4 separate regions of the Anas platyrhynchos genome follow, and all the other regions are linked to region 1. Evidence: chromatin contacts called from public Hi-C data. All regions are on one chromosome and are shown on one strand. Each heading gives the region's core, a stretch centred on a gene start, on an enhancer-like site or on the middle of the called end of the contact. The rest is flanking DNA. Distances are from core to core; before and after follow the strand shown. Region 1 has its middle 110 kb from the start of DCN. Region 2 has its middle 56 kb from the start of PLEKHG7. Region 3 holds the start of BTG1 (BTG anti-proliferation factor 1). Region 4 has its middle 21 kb from the start of PLEKHG7.

Evidence for each region. Hi-C and Micro-C count contacts between places; a contact is called where the count stands out from the background.
Region 2: a contact with region 1 is called in a Hi-C map of subcutaneous adipose tissue, with 2.8 times the contacts expected there. The contact joins two enhancer-like sites. A contact is called at or near these places in 2 of 8 Hi-C or Micro-C datasets (liver and subcutaneous adipose tissue).
Region 3: a Hi-C map of subcutaneous adipose tissue shows a contact between it and region 1, with 4 times the contacts expected there. The contact joins the promoter of BTG1 here to the enhancer-like site in region 1. A contact is called at or near these places in 3 of 8 Hi-C or Micro-C datasets (liver, small yellow follicle and subcutaneous adipose tissue).
Region 4: a contact with region 1 is called in a Hi-C map of subcutaneous adipose tissue, with 3 times the contacts expected there. The contact joins two enhancer-like sites. A contact is called at or near these places in 6 of 8 Hi-C or Micro-C datasets (F1 follicle, F5 follicle, skeletal muscle and 2 more).

Annotation. Positions count from the first base shown.
Region 1 is chr1:48,291,085-48,293,993 of IASCAAS_PekinDuck_T2T, forward strand. No RefSeq gene overlaps it. Among named protein-coding and RNA genes, the nearest start is that of DCN, 110 kb to the right of the region's middle. Within about 2 kb of position 1,642, at least 5 of the 8 cell types and tissues checked have an H3K27ac peak or open chromatin away from gene starts, as enhancers often do. A contact at or near this core is called in small yellow follicle and subcutaneous adipose tissue, where this site is marked.
Region 2 is chr1:47,886,372-47,889,159 of IASCAAS_PekinDuck_T2T, forward strand. No RefSeq gene overlaps it. Among named protein-coding and RNA genes, the nearest start is that of PLEKHG7, 56 kb to the left of the region's middle. Within about 2 kb of position 1,255, at least 4 of the 8 cell types and tissues checked have an H3K27ac peak or open chromatin away from gene starts, as enhancers often do. A contact at or near this core is called in subcutaneous adipose tissue, where this site is marked.
Region 3 is chr1:48,028,751-48,031,555 of IASCAAS_PekinDuck_T2T, forward strand. It overlaps BTG1 (BTG anti-proliferation factor 1), which reads left to right and starts at 1,480. Exons shown (of 2, transcript XM_027451891.3): 1 at 1,480-1,850; 2 at 2,791-2,805. The coding sequence starts at 1,703.
Region 4 is chr1:47,851,496-47,854,285 of IASCAAS_PekinDuck_T2T, forward strand. No RefSeq gene overlaps it. Among named protein-coding and RNA genes, the nearest start is that of PLEKHG7, 21 kb to the left of the region's middle. Within about 2 kb of position 1,251, at least 1 of the 8 cell types and tissues checked has an H3K27ac peak or open chromatin away from gene starts, as enhancers often do. A contact at or near this core is called in subcutaneous adipose tissue, where this site is marked.

The DNA.
Region 1 (2,909 bases), core at 392-2,891:
TGGTCCCTCTGTATGTAACTTGTACCACCTTTGAATTACCTGTGCCAGAGTTATTATGCTATTTCTCCTGAATGAAATCAGCACACAAAAAACACCATTTCATCTGAAGTTAATAGAAAATGTAAACAATGATTTTTATTTATTTTTTTTTATCTTCATGCTAGAAGCCTCAAACTGCCACACCAGGAAATCAGCTTTCTCCTGTTCCCAGCAGTTAACACGCATTTTACATGCGTTTTGGCAGTAGGTAATTATTGGCTACACTCTTTGCCATAAGGTTTTTTCCTTTTATAATTAAGATATCCTTTGCATTATGGACAGTTAACTTTTCTCCTGCTAAAGACTGCAGGCAAGTAGCATGTAAATTATAAATTGATACCAACATTTCATAAGGACAAGACAAAGAATGACTTGCTCATGCACTGAAGGTTATATGTGTTTAACGTAAAAGTCACAGGAAATAATGACTTTTCAAAGCTTTAGTTTAAATGGATCAGAACATAAAACTGGTTGCCTCCTTCTACTGTCATGAATCAAGGCACAGCCTCAGTGAAAATCAGAAGATGCAAATTTCTTTGAAAGTGTTCTTTCACTTCCCTTCCTTACAGTTTTTACCTTTATTAAACTTGCACTCGCACCCTTGTGATGCTCAGTCTGTGTGGCACCCGAGAAAAAAAAAAAAAAAAAAAAAAGAGGTTCTGGAAAAGAGATATGAAAGAATCAAAATCACTCCTCGAGACTGAGATCTTTTAACAGTCCCAGAGGTGTTATACAGCACTTGAATAAATTAGGACACAGCACCCTGCTAATCAGCTCTTGCTTCTGCCTTTCAAATTCCCCCAGCACTCTTTCGATGATGATAGGGAATCAGCAAATATCAAACGCTATTTTTAATATAACATATGCCTATATATGATTTATATACAAAAGCGGTGCTTCCTTCCAGCGGAATGACTGGTTCGATGCATTTGTTGTATATTGCACACGTACTTTATCTGTAAGTAGATTTGGAGATACCTTCCCAATTCTCCATTGCAATTAACACCGGTTCTTGGTAATTTCATAGAACAATGACATTTCTACCCCCTTTTGGTCCTTCCAGCTGCCTGCTGTTTCCCCAGTTCATGACATTTGTCACCTGGGGTACTACAGTACACGGAGAATTCTGTGAAATGCCTCTAGCATCTATAAGATGTACGAAAACAGCTGGACGTGCCAGGTGGGGTGGGACTGCGGGCAGCCTGACCTAGCGGGAGGTGTCCCTGCCCACAGCAGGGCGATGGACCGGGTCCCTTAGGGCCCCTTCCAACCCAAACCACTCCGAGATTCCTGCGAAGGGGCCGAAGCCACACAGAGCTGGGCTGTTTTACAGACACGAGTAGGGTAAGACACGCTGCAGGGGCCGAGCAGCAGCAGCCGCTCTTGGCAGCCCGCGGGGGCGCTCTGAGGGGGCTGCGGAGCCGCGGCCCCTCAGGGCGCGAGGCAGCGAGGCGCGGGCGCCCCCTGGCGAAAAGGGCGGGCGGCGGCGGCCAACTCGCGCCGGGCGGGCGGGCAGCGGCCCCCAGAGGCCGTCGGGAGCAGCGGCGGAGCCCGCTCGCCTCCCATTGGCTGGCGGCTCGCCGGCGGCAGCCAATCGGGAGGCCGTTGTCAGGCGCCGCCGTCTATTTTTGGCTTGAACAAAGAGCGGGGCCGCGGCGGCCGGGTTGGGGGGGGGGCGGCGGGGAGGAGGCCTCCAGGCACCCGCTGTGGGGAGGGGAGGGGAGGGGAGGGGAGGAACAACAGCACCCGGTGCCGGCTCAGGCAGGTGCTGAAACCAGAAGTACTCGGTTACAAAACGGCACTTGAGTCGGAGTCAGAGCCCCAGGAAGGGCTGTGGCCTTCCAGCCTGGCTTTCTGCGGCCTCCAAGCGCCCTGCGCAGGTGCTGAGTGCGAACTGACTGCTGCCCGCCCGAAATTACTGCGGGTATTGCACGGTGGTTCACGGCGTCCCTGGCAAATCGGCAAAAGAGCAAAATGGGATTACAAATGTCGGCTATGCTCTGTTTTTTAGGTTTATTTCAAAGCTACTGGTCTAATAAAGTCACATAGTGTAGCTGGCTGTGCCTGGTGTACTTCTGATAGGTTGTTGGTCACTAATAATTAAAATTTACTGAGAAACAAGACTGGACATAAACTCTTAAAAAAATACATACATCGAATATTTTGGAAGGTTCAAATATTCAAGGCAACTTGAGCTGCATTTTTTCCAAGTTCTCACACAGTTCCACCATTCTGTAAAGCATTTTCATCTACCCATTAATTCAGTGGGATTAGGCATGTGCTGCAGCGTGCAGCGAAGTGCAGGGGTGAAGAAGCACCCCCAGATTAGAAAAGGAAAGACTAAAATATGATAAAGAAAACTGTTCTTCCAATATTTAGGCAAAGGTTTAAAAGAGTAAGTCAATATATTCCAAAAATGCCCAGGAAAGCAAACAAACAAACAAAAACAGGGCTACAGGGCTTGCTCAGCAAGTTTTTAAGACCCTGATACAAATTTTAAGAGGTTAGTTGGCCATCTAAATATTTGGGTGTGTAGACACAGGTGGCAATTTTTTTGGGGGGTCCTTGCATAACTATAGATGGCTGTTTGGGCTTTGTAGCATCCTGCTTACAAAAATAGAAAGAAGGGGTGAAATGCAGATGTGTGTGGAGTGAACCTGCAGCCCTCCAAAGGAGTAAACTGAGCCACAGGTCTTGTGCTGGCCCTACAGTGCAGGAAAGGATTTCGCTGACAGTGTGTGCTGAGATCAAATTTTGGACACCTTGAGAGGAAAATGTTGCAAAATAATACAGACTGTCAGCCAACAGCCATTCATTTTGTAGTGAGAAGTATTCCCTGACAAACCTTGCAATGTCAGAGCAGAATTGGC
Region 2 (2,788 bases), core at 5-2,504, 410 kb before region 1:
AATGAAGATTGGAATGTACTTTTCTTTCATGATACAGAGTTATAATTGTTATCACCATGGACTTAATCTCTTTCATATTTTCTCTGTTTTTACATATTTCTTATCAGCTACATTTGTAAGTAACATAACTATATGCAGATCTGGTCTTCCATTCTTTTCCTGCTGCCTTTTCTCCTTATGACGTGCTTGTAATAGCATGTCCTTTTGGATTGCAAGCCTTGCAGGGTAGGCCCTTATGAGTGGGATCCATTCTTCCCCAAGTGAACCACCTGAAATCTAGCCCTCTAGTCTAAGTTCATTAACTGTGTTCCCTCTCTAGTCAATAAGGTATGTCAGATACCAGGCAAGATGTACGAATTCGCCTGGCTAATACACCACAGTGAGGGTGGGCAGACTCTAGAGATGGATTCTTCTCTATATTGTGTAACATAACTTCAGATACTTGACATCAGGGTGTAAATTGTGGTGTCATGCTCTGGATTGCTCCTTGCAGCCTAACAAGTCAACTAGGTTAAACGGGAAGTTCTCTCTCTCTTGGGACACCAGCAATGAGCTGGGAGTAGGATCTTAGGAGCAGGCTGAGCTTTTTTAGGATGGGTGTTGTATTCAGTAACATACAGTGGTTAAACATAGGACAGTGTCTGGTTGGCACATTGATTAACAAGACAGTGTGTGCTGATGATGAAATATATACCCTGTCACTGTATGCTGCTGGCTGGGCTGTAATGTAAGGTAACAAACTAGCCAGTCTCCAGCCTGTTCCAGTGCTTATACCCATCTTACTAACCTGGAAGATGGATCTTTTTGACCTATGATACTCAACCAGATCCGCTGTCTAATTCTTCATAGCAATGACCCCTGTACACCACAGAGCTACTCTGATGCATTGACCTCTGATGCATATATCTGAACCTCAAATATATCTGATGGTCTAAGAAGGCAGATGGGCTTCCTAATACTATGGACTGCATTTTTATAGGCACTGTCCTGCTGACTTCCTTTAAAAGGATTTCCCATTGAACTGTAATGCAGTCAGGATTAAAGGCTAGGGCTTAACAGACAGTCAGTTAATGAACACATTCCTTACTTCTGATTTTGTTCTATAAGTTTCTTCTCATGCAGATTTTCTGTGTGGTCTTTTCCTTTACTTTGGCATCTTCTCCCTTGGTTACTTGCTTGTCTTACTGCACATTGTGGTGTTTCACACCACTGTAACACAGCCAGAAGACCTTGCCCAGAGCATTTATAGGAATAAGACAGTAGAGGGTGCAATGTGAGCAATAAATTTATCTTCTAGATACTGTCTCCTTGGATCATGATCACCTTTCTGACTCACCAACAAAAACAAATCCACAGTCAATGCCTGAGCAATGGTACTGTGAAGATAGACCTGTTGGTTATGAGCCTGATGGATAGCTTTAATGCAAAGGTTTCAGCAGTGTTTTGCAAGTAATACATCGCATATTCTTTCCACCTTTACTCAGCATAGTTACTATATAACCTCTGGATGCTAACGTGAATAATCTAGGTAGAAAGTGAAGCCTCTTCTTCCCAGTCCTGAACTCTTCCAATATTCGTGCATTTTTCATAATTCTGGCTGTGGATCAAGATCATGAATCAACCTGTTCTTGGTTTTGTTAAAGAAGGGTCATGAATTATTCATACCCTGGCAAAAGGCAAAATGAAATAATTAGGCATTAACTATGCTCTGTAAATCAGCCATGAACACAGATCCCTCCAAATTGAAATGATATTTCAAAAGATTTATATCCATATATATAATAAATATCTGGCAATTACTTTGATAGTTTTCTGAAATAAAAACAAAGTGTATCTTTTTTTTTTTTTTGGCCACTTGTGATGAACTGGAGATGTAGAATGTGAAGAGAAGTTGTAGTGATCGATACTCTGCATCTTTTCATCTTAACGTGGGTCCCTGGGTTTGAGAACACTAGGTTTAGACTGTCTGACAAAATCAGTCTCTAATCTGGCAAATTCAAGAGAATTAAAAAACAGGTAAATTACAGTTTAGTGATTAGTTAGTATAAACACTTGGCATGACAACAATTAAACTTTCTATATGCTTAATAGGAAGCATCAATTAACCTGTTAGACTTCTTTAGACCAAGACTCTGAAGACATCCAGTGTATTGTGGTTTCTTTCAGCTAACACAACTAGTGCAGTGTGGCAGTACTGGATTATTATTTAATTTCCTTTTTGGTAGATGAATTGGAAAAGATACTGTTTAATGGAGATTTGCATAGCCATTTAAGGGAATATACTTATAAGTAGCTAGTCCTGTAAGCTACAATGCATTCCACCTACAGTTTGGTTGTTAAGGGGTGATCAGTGCTCTCTGGCCTCTGTTATTAAATTAGAGATGAATCATGAAAAAAAATGTAAAAATAACCACCAAACCCCAAACATGTCTCTCTCATTTGTGAACTACATGATCTTGAAACATCTTTAAATAAGGCAGAGGAAGTATGGTTGTTGTAGTACAGTTTACTTGGGACAGGCAGAGTGGGAAAGAACACATGCAAGGAAATGGGCATCAGACTGTACCAAAGGTGTTGATCCGTTCTGAATGCCTTAAAGTATCTAGTGTATGCACCTGTATTTAACCACTGCCCATCTCCAACCTACCAGACATCAGAAAAACGATGATCTGTGAAACACACTGAAACCCAAAGCATCCACAACCCAAACATATCAGAGCTGTTGTCAGACTGAAACCATAGACAAAAGCTTTCTTTTAAGAATGCAACTACTTAAAAAAAGCTAACC
Region 3 (2,805 bases), core at 230-2,729, 260 kb before region 1:
GTTTTAGGGTGCTCCTACATAAGACCACTTATCTACTTTGGAGTTCCTAAAACTCCTTCTGAGTGTTTGATGCTGGTTGGCACTAAGGAGGGGAGCTGAGAAACTGGCCCAGATGAAGCTTGGATCCAAGCAGAGGTGGCAAGTGCCACATGCATGTTACACTCATTATTATTATTATTTTGTTGTTGTTAAACTATTTCCAGTAGTTATTTTGTTGTAACTGAGAAGCTCTGTCAGTAAGGTCAATTTTGTATGAGAGAAGTGGGCTTTTCCTGTAGGTTGACTGACCTGGTTGTAAAAGAGAGTCATCTGCTGCTTTGAGGTCTGAAAGGAAACAGCAAATGCCAACCTGATCAGAAATGGCTGCTCTGGCTGTTTCTTACACATGCTGGGGAAGCACTGGGGAAGAAGGGATGGCTGATACCTGTGGAGCAGCAAGAAAAGGGGTCAGCCTGCCAGCTCCTCCCTTCTCACAGGACAGGACAGCCTGTGATCGCTAACGAGATATACTCAGAGGTTGGTGGCGGAACAATAGATGAGACCGCGCTCTGAAAGTACACCAAGGTTTTTAGTATGCAGTAAAGCTGTGGACTTAAGCTCCCAAGATTATCTTTTGAAGGTATTTTGCAGATCCCTCTTGTGCTTAGAGAGCCAGAGCCCCTTGAGGCTGAGTGCCTGGGATAGAATCGCTCCTGAGCGCGGAGAAGCAGGCTGGAAGCGCTGTTCAGGTACACCTCCAACATCACACCACCCCAAGTGCTGTATTTTCACCTTTTATTCAAATTATTTCACTGATTTATTTTTATGTAGTTCGTTATTAATTTATTTTTGCTGAAAAAAAAAATAAAAAGACTTTTTTTTTTTTTTTAAATGTGCCTCCAGTGGTTGTGCTTCTGCTCTCCGGCTGGAAGCAGCGAACATGTAAACACCAAAACACCAGGCTGCGTTGCATTTGCAGCTTCGCGTAGGAGCAGGGTGTGCAATAACCGAGGGGAAGAGCGAATTTTCCACCTTAAAAAGAAAAAAAAAAGCCGCACTTGGAGCTCTCCACAGAACACGCTGCTGTTCTCATCCCCCCTTTGGCGTTGCACTCGCGGGGGTGCTTTCCCCTCTCCCTTCTCCCACCCTTCTCCGGCAGCAGCCCGCCCGGTGCCGCGGCGGGGCGCGCTCCCGCGGGCCGTGCGGCTGACGTGTCGCTGCTCTCCCCGGATACAGCGCGGCGCCGTGCCCTGCGCACCCCCGCGCGCCGCGCGCCCCCGCTCTATTTGTTTACAACCGATTACGTCACCCCCACCCCCCCTTCCCCTCCCTCCCCTCCCTCCCCTCCTTCCCCTCCCCTCCCCGCTCTGCCCCCGCCCTGCGCCCGGCTCCGTCACAATGGTGCGATCGCCCCATTGGCGGCGGCGCGCCCCCGGTTCCCCGACGCCACTTCCTACCGCGGGCGGCTATAAGAGGCGGCGCGCGGCGGGCGGCTCCCTTCGCCCCGCGCCGCAGGAGATGCGGGCAGCGCTGCCGCGGCCGCCGCCGCCGCTGCCGCCGTGCCGCAGGAGGAGGAGGCGGAGGCTGCCGCCCCCGCCATGTGAGCTGGGCGCCGCCGCCCGCGCCTCGCCCAGTTAGAGCCGAGCCCGGCCCGACCAGACCCGTCCCGTCCCGACCCGACCAGACCCGACCCGACCGAGCGCCCCCGCCGGCCGCCGCCTCCATGCATCCCGCCCTGTACACCCGGGCCAGCATGATACGCGAGATCGCCGCGGCCGTGGGCTTCATCTCCAAGTTCCTGCGGACCAAGGGGCTGATGAACGAGCGGCAGCTGCAGACCTTCAGCCAGAGCCTGCAGGAGCTGCTGGCAGGTGAGGGAGGGCGGCCCGGCAGCGAGGGGCAGCGGGCGCCCCCCGGGCTGTGCGCGGAGCCCCCCCCCCCCCCACACACACACCCCGATCCGATCCGCCCCGCTCCGCAGACAAAGCCCGGCCGCGGGGCCCCCGGGTCGCTCTCGGGGCTGGTTCCGCCCCCGTGAGGAGCCGTCGGGGCAGGACGGGGCCCGGTTCCTCTTCTGGAGGCACCGCGCGGCCGCCCTCAGGCTCCGGTTGGGGTCGGTGGCGCCCGGATCCCGGCTGCCCCCGAGGCTCTGTAGCGCCCAGAGCGGGGCCCAGGCGGTGCTGGCGGGGGCCGGTGCCTTGTGCCGCGGGTACCGCCGAGCTTGGGGTGTCGGGAGGGGGAAAAGTCCAAAGGTAAGTGAAGCCGTGGGTACCTCGCCCCGGAAAAGTGGCCGGGAAGAGTGCTGGTGAAATACAGCCTGAGTCAATACACGCTGCCCAGCCGCTTCCCTGTTTATTTTTAGTCACTCTTACGACGTGAGGAACTAAGCCTGGCTGCGATTCCCAAATTATGCTGAAAAGGCACTTTTTTTTTTTTTTTTTTAACCTTGGTTCGTGGCGTTTCAAAGCCCTCAAACTTCTCTGCTTTGTATGCAAGATCCTCGTTACATGTATTTTTATGAATACTAGGAAGTTACATCTCACTCCTTTCTGATGGCAGACATTGTTCTCCATGTATGGTAGAATGAAACAATAACTTTGTGCGTGCGTGGTCCCCAAGGGACCCTGCGTTCATGTAAATCATCAGCAAAATAGAAGCCATGATGATTTTTCAGGTCATTTGATTCTAAAATAATAAGCGTCTCAACATCTAGAGTTGTGAAACTATGCAAGAGAACACTGATCGCTGCAAAACCTTGTGAAGACAGAATTAAGGAGGATAATCTTTTTTTTTTATTTTTTTATTTTGTAGAACATTACAAACACC
Region 4 (2,790 bases), core at 1-2,500, 440 kb before region 1:
CAAGCCCAGCTCCCTCAGCCGCTCCTTGTAGGACTTGTTCTCCAGGCCCCTCACCAGCTTCGTCGCCCTTCTCTGGACCCACTCAAGCACCTCGATGTCCTTCTTGTAGCAAGGGGCCCAAAACTGAACACAGTACTTGAGGTGCGGCCTCACCAGAGCCGAGTACAGGGGGAGTTTGTGGATAGTTAATGTAGATGTAGAAGTTTCTGAAAACTGTATATATATAGTTAATTATAAAACAATATATTAACATGCCCTTCATAAAATTCTTATTTTGTAGACATCTTAGAAATAGCCCACAGGACTTTGTGGATCTGTAAATGACAAATTGCAAACAACTAATTTAAAGAATAAAGGAGAGTGTCCAGTGAGCCATCAGCAGGGACAGCAGTTTTTATTAACGATGGACAGAGAGCAGAACTGTAGTAATGCTAGCATCTTTAATACACATTTGATGAACTGTGTTCTTTGATCATAATTCTGCAAGGTAAAGTGTTTGTTGCAGAACAGCTTGCCATCTCTTGGCTTTGTACATATCTACGCGTGTGTGAGTGTATATACATGTTGCTGTAGTGATTGCTTCACAAGGAAAACTGATCTCTGTGAAGCTACCATAAGAGAGGTTTTCTTCGAGTGATGATTTTGAAAGTTGTTAAAGTTCAAGGACCAATCCTGTCATTGTGTATGATTTATCTGGTGGGTGGGAAAGTTGTCTGCAGCACAAGGATTTATTCCAAAATGTAAGAAGCTGCAGCACTGTAGGAATTTTTCAATATTTGGATGTACTGATGTGTGAAAACTTGTTTGCAATATTTGAAAAATAGCCTTAGAGTAGGATAAAATCTCTCTAGCTTGTAAGAAATCCCATTATTCACGATGTAACTGTAAAAAAAAATCTGCACAGGGAACAAAATAATAAATGTCCATTAATTTTCCCAGGAAAAAATAATTTCCCTTTTTCAGCTTATAAGAGCCAAAAGGCTGTTAATCATTAGTGGACATCTGCCACATGTTTGTGAAGACAAATTTGAACTGAAAATCAAGCATTTTTCTCTTTTTATGATCTCAAAACCAGTTTTACAACATTATATATGTATTCTTACAGACATGCATACCTTTCTGAAGGTTTTCCTTCATGCTTATTTTCTGAGTATTTTTTTCTGTTTTGTTTTGTTGAAAAGTCTATGAAATATGAGCTATTCATATTTTTGCTCAACACAAGGTGGCAGTAAGACATTGCCCAGTGACATACAATAGCTTGGGCCTCTTGATGTTTTCCCTCCTGTTTACTTATCAGTCAGATAATAAAAGCTCTCCTGATGAATGAACTTTGAAAGCGAAAGAGTTTGTAATAAGACATTTAAAAAAGATGCATAGATGAAGAAAACATCCCAGTTAACATCTGAAACAATTTATTACATTATAGCAAGCCACATTGTATAACACTGTGGACAGTATCACAAAATGCTGCATTTCTTTCTCTTTCTTCCTGTTATTGTTTCCTTTGTATTTGCACATTAAATAAAAGCTTCTCAGGGTAAAGGGGGAAATTTACCAGGTTTAAAGTTTTAATCTAGCAATATTCCCAATATTTGTTAAGATCCTTCATTTTGGAAAGGAGAAAGCTTTCTACTTCAGTTCTTTGTTTTCTAGAAACCCCTCAGTGTCACTGAATTGAATAGTAGCTACACTGATGAACTCCCTTTGAAAAGCTGGGGGAGGGAGGAATGAGGAGATAAGTGCTATTAGGAGCGGGATCTTTCTTGTTCTGGGCAGATATAGATCATATGGTAACAATCTCAAGTGCACACCAGTGAGTTGCAAATGTGGCTGCTGTTGTTTTTATTTATATTCATATGCATAATTCCGGCAAGCCCAAACTAGATTCAAAGCATGGCTGAGTTACCAAACATGTTAATGTGATTAAAATTCATCCTTGTGGGATGGTTTATTGTATTTTAGGTCCATCTCAGTCCCAGCATACAAGAATACCACAAAGCATTTATACGTCATGATTTTGGCTGGCTGTTCACCTAAAATAGAGCTTCAGCAGGATGATCGTAACCTCCCAGCGGCCACTTGGTTTGTCTGTAGCCTCTCTATACACTCTTGTACTTGTTGAGAGCCAAACAAAAATTATAGATGTTTCAGATGAGCTGATTTAACGGAAACTCTGCCTTCTTGTTTCACAAATTGTACACATGTGGTTTATTTTCCAAGAACTGGTTGGCAGAAATCTTATTATTTTGTTTTCCTTCAGAATGATTTACTTATAGCTTCTAAAATACATTGCCACTATTGATATTGTGAGATCCTGTGCATGTTAGTCATACACACAACTTAGAATAAGTATCCCTTAGAATCTTATAAAGATATAGCAGTTTTCTGTTGTTAAAAGACTGCTAGATGACAATGTAGATCTACCTCTTCATTTGCTTACCTGTTATACTTCTCTTTGAATACTTGCCACCATGAGATGAATTAATTGCTTTTGAAATAATACAGTTTTCAGAAAGGAAATTCCTAACTATATGATCATGAATTTATATTGACTTCCACTATAAATAATAGCCCTTACAAAGCACTCTTAAACTGGTATTCACATTGTTCTTAATGTGTAATTCATGTACAAGCATATGCTGTGAAGTAACAACATGGCAAACAGTAAAACTCATCAGCTTGATCAAATATGCCTTGAAATAATTCCTTGAGATAATAATACAATTGTGGGTCAGAAGGACTCTTCTGGAAATCTTCTTAGGTTTTATCTATTGTCCAAGAACAATGTTG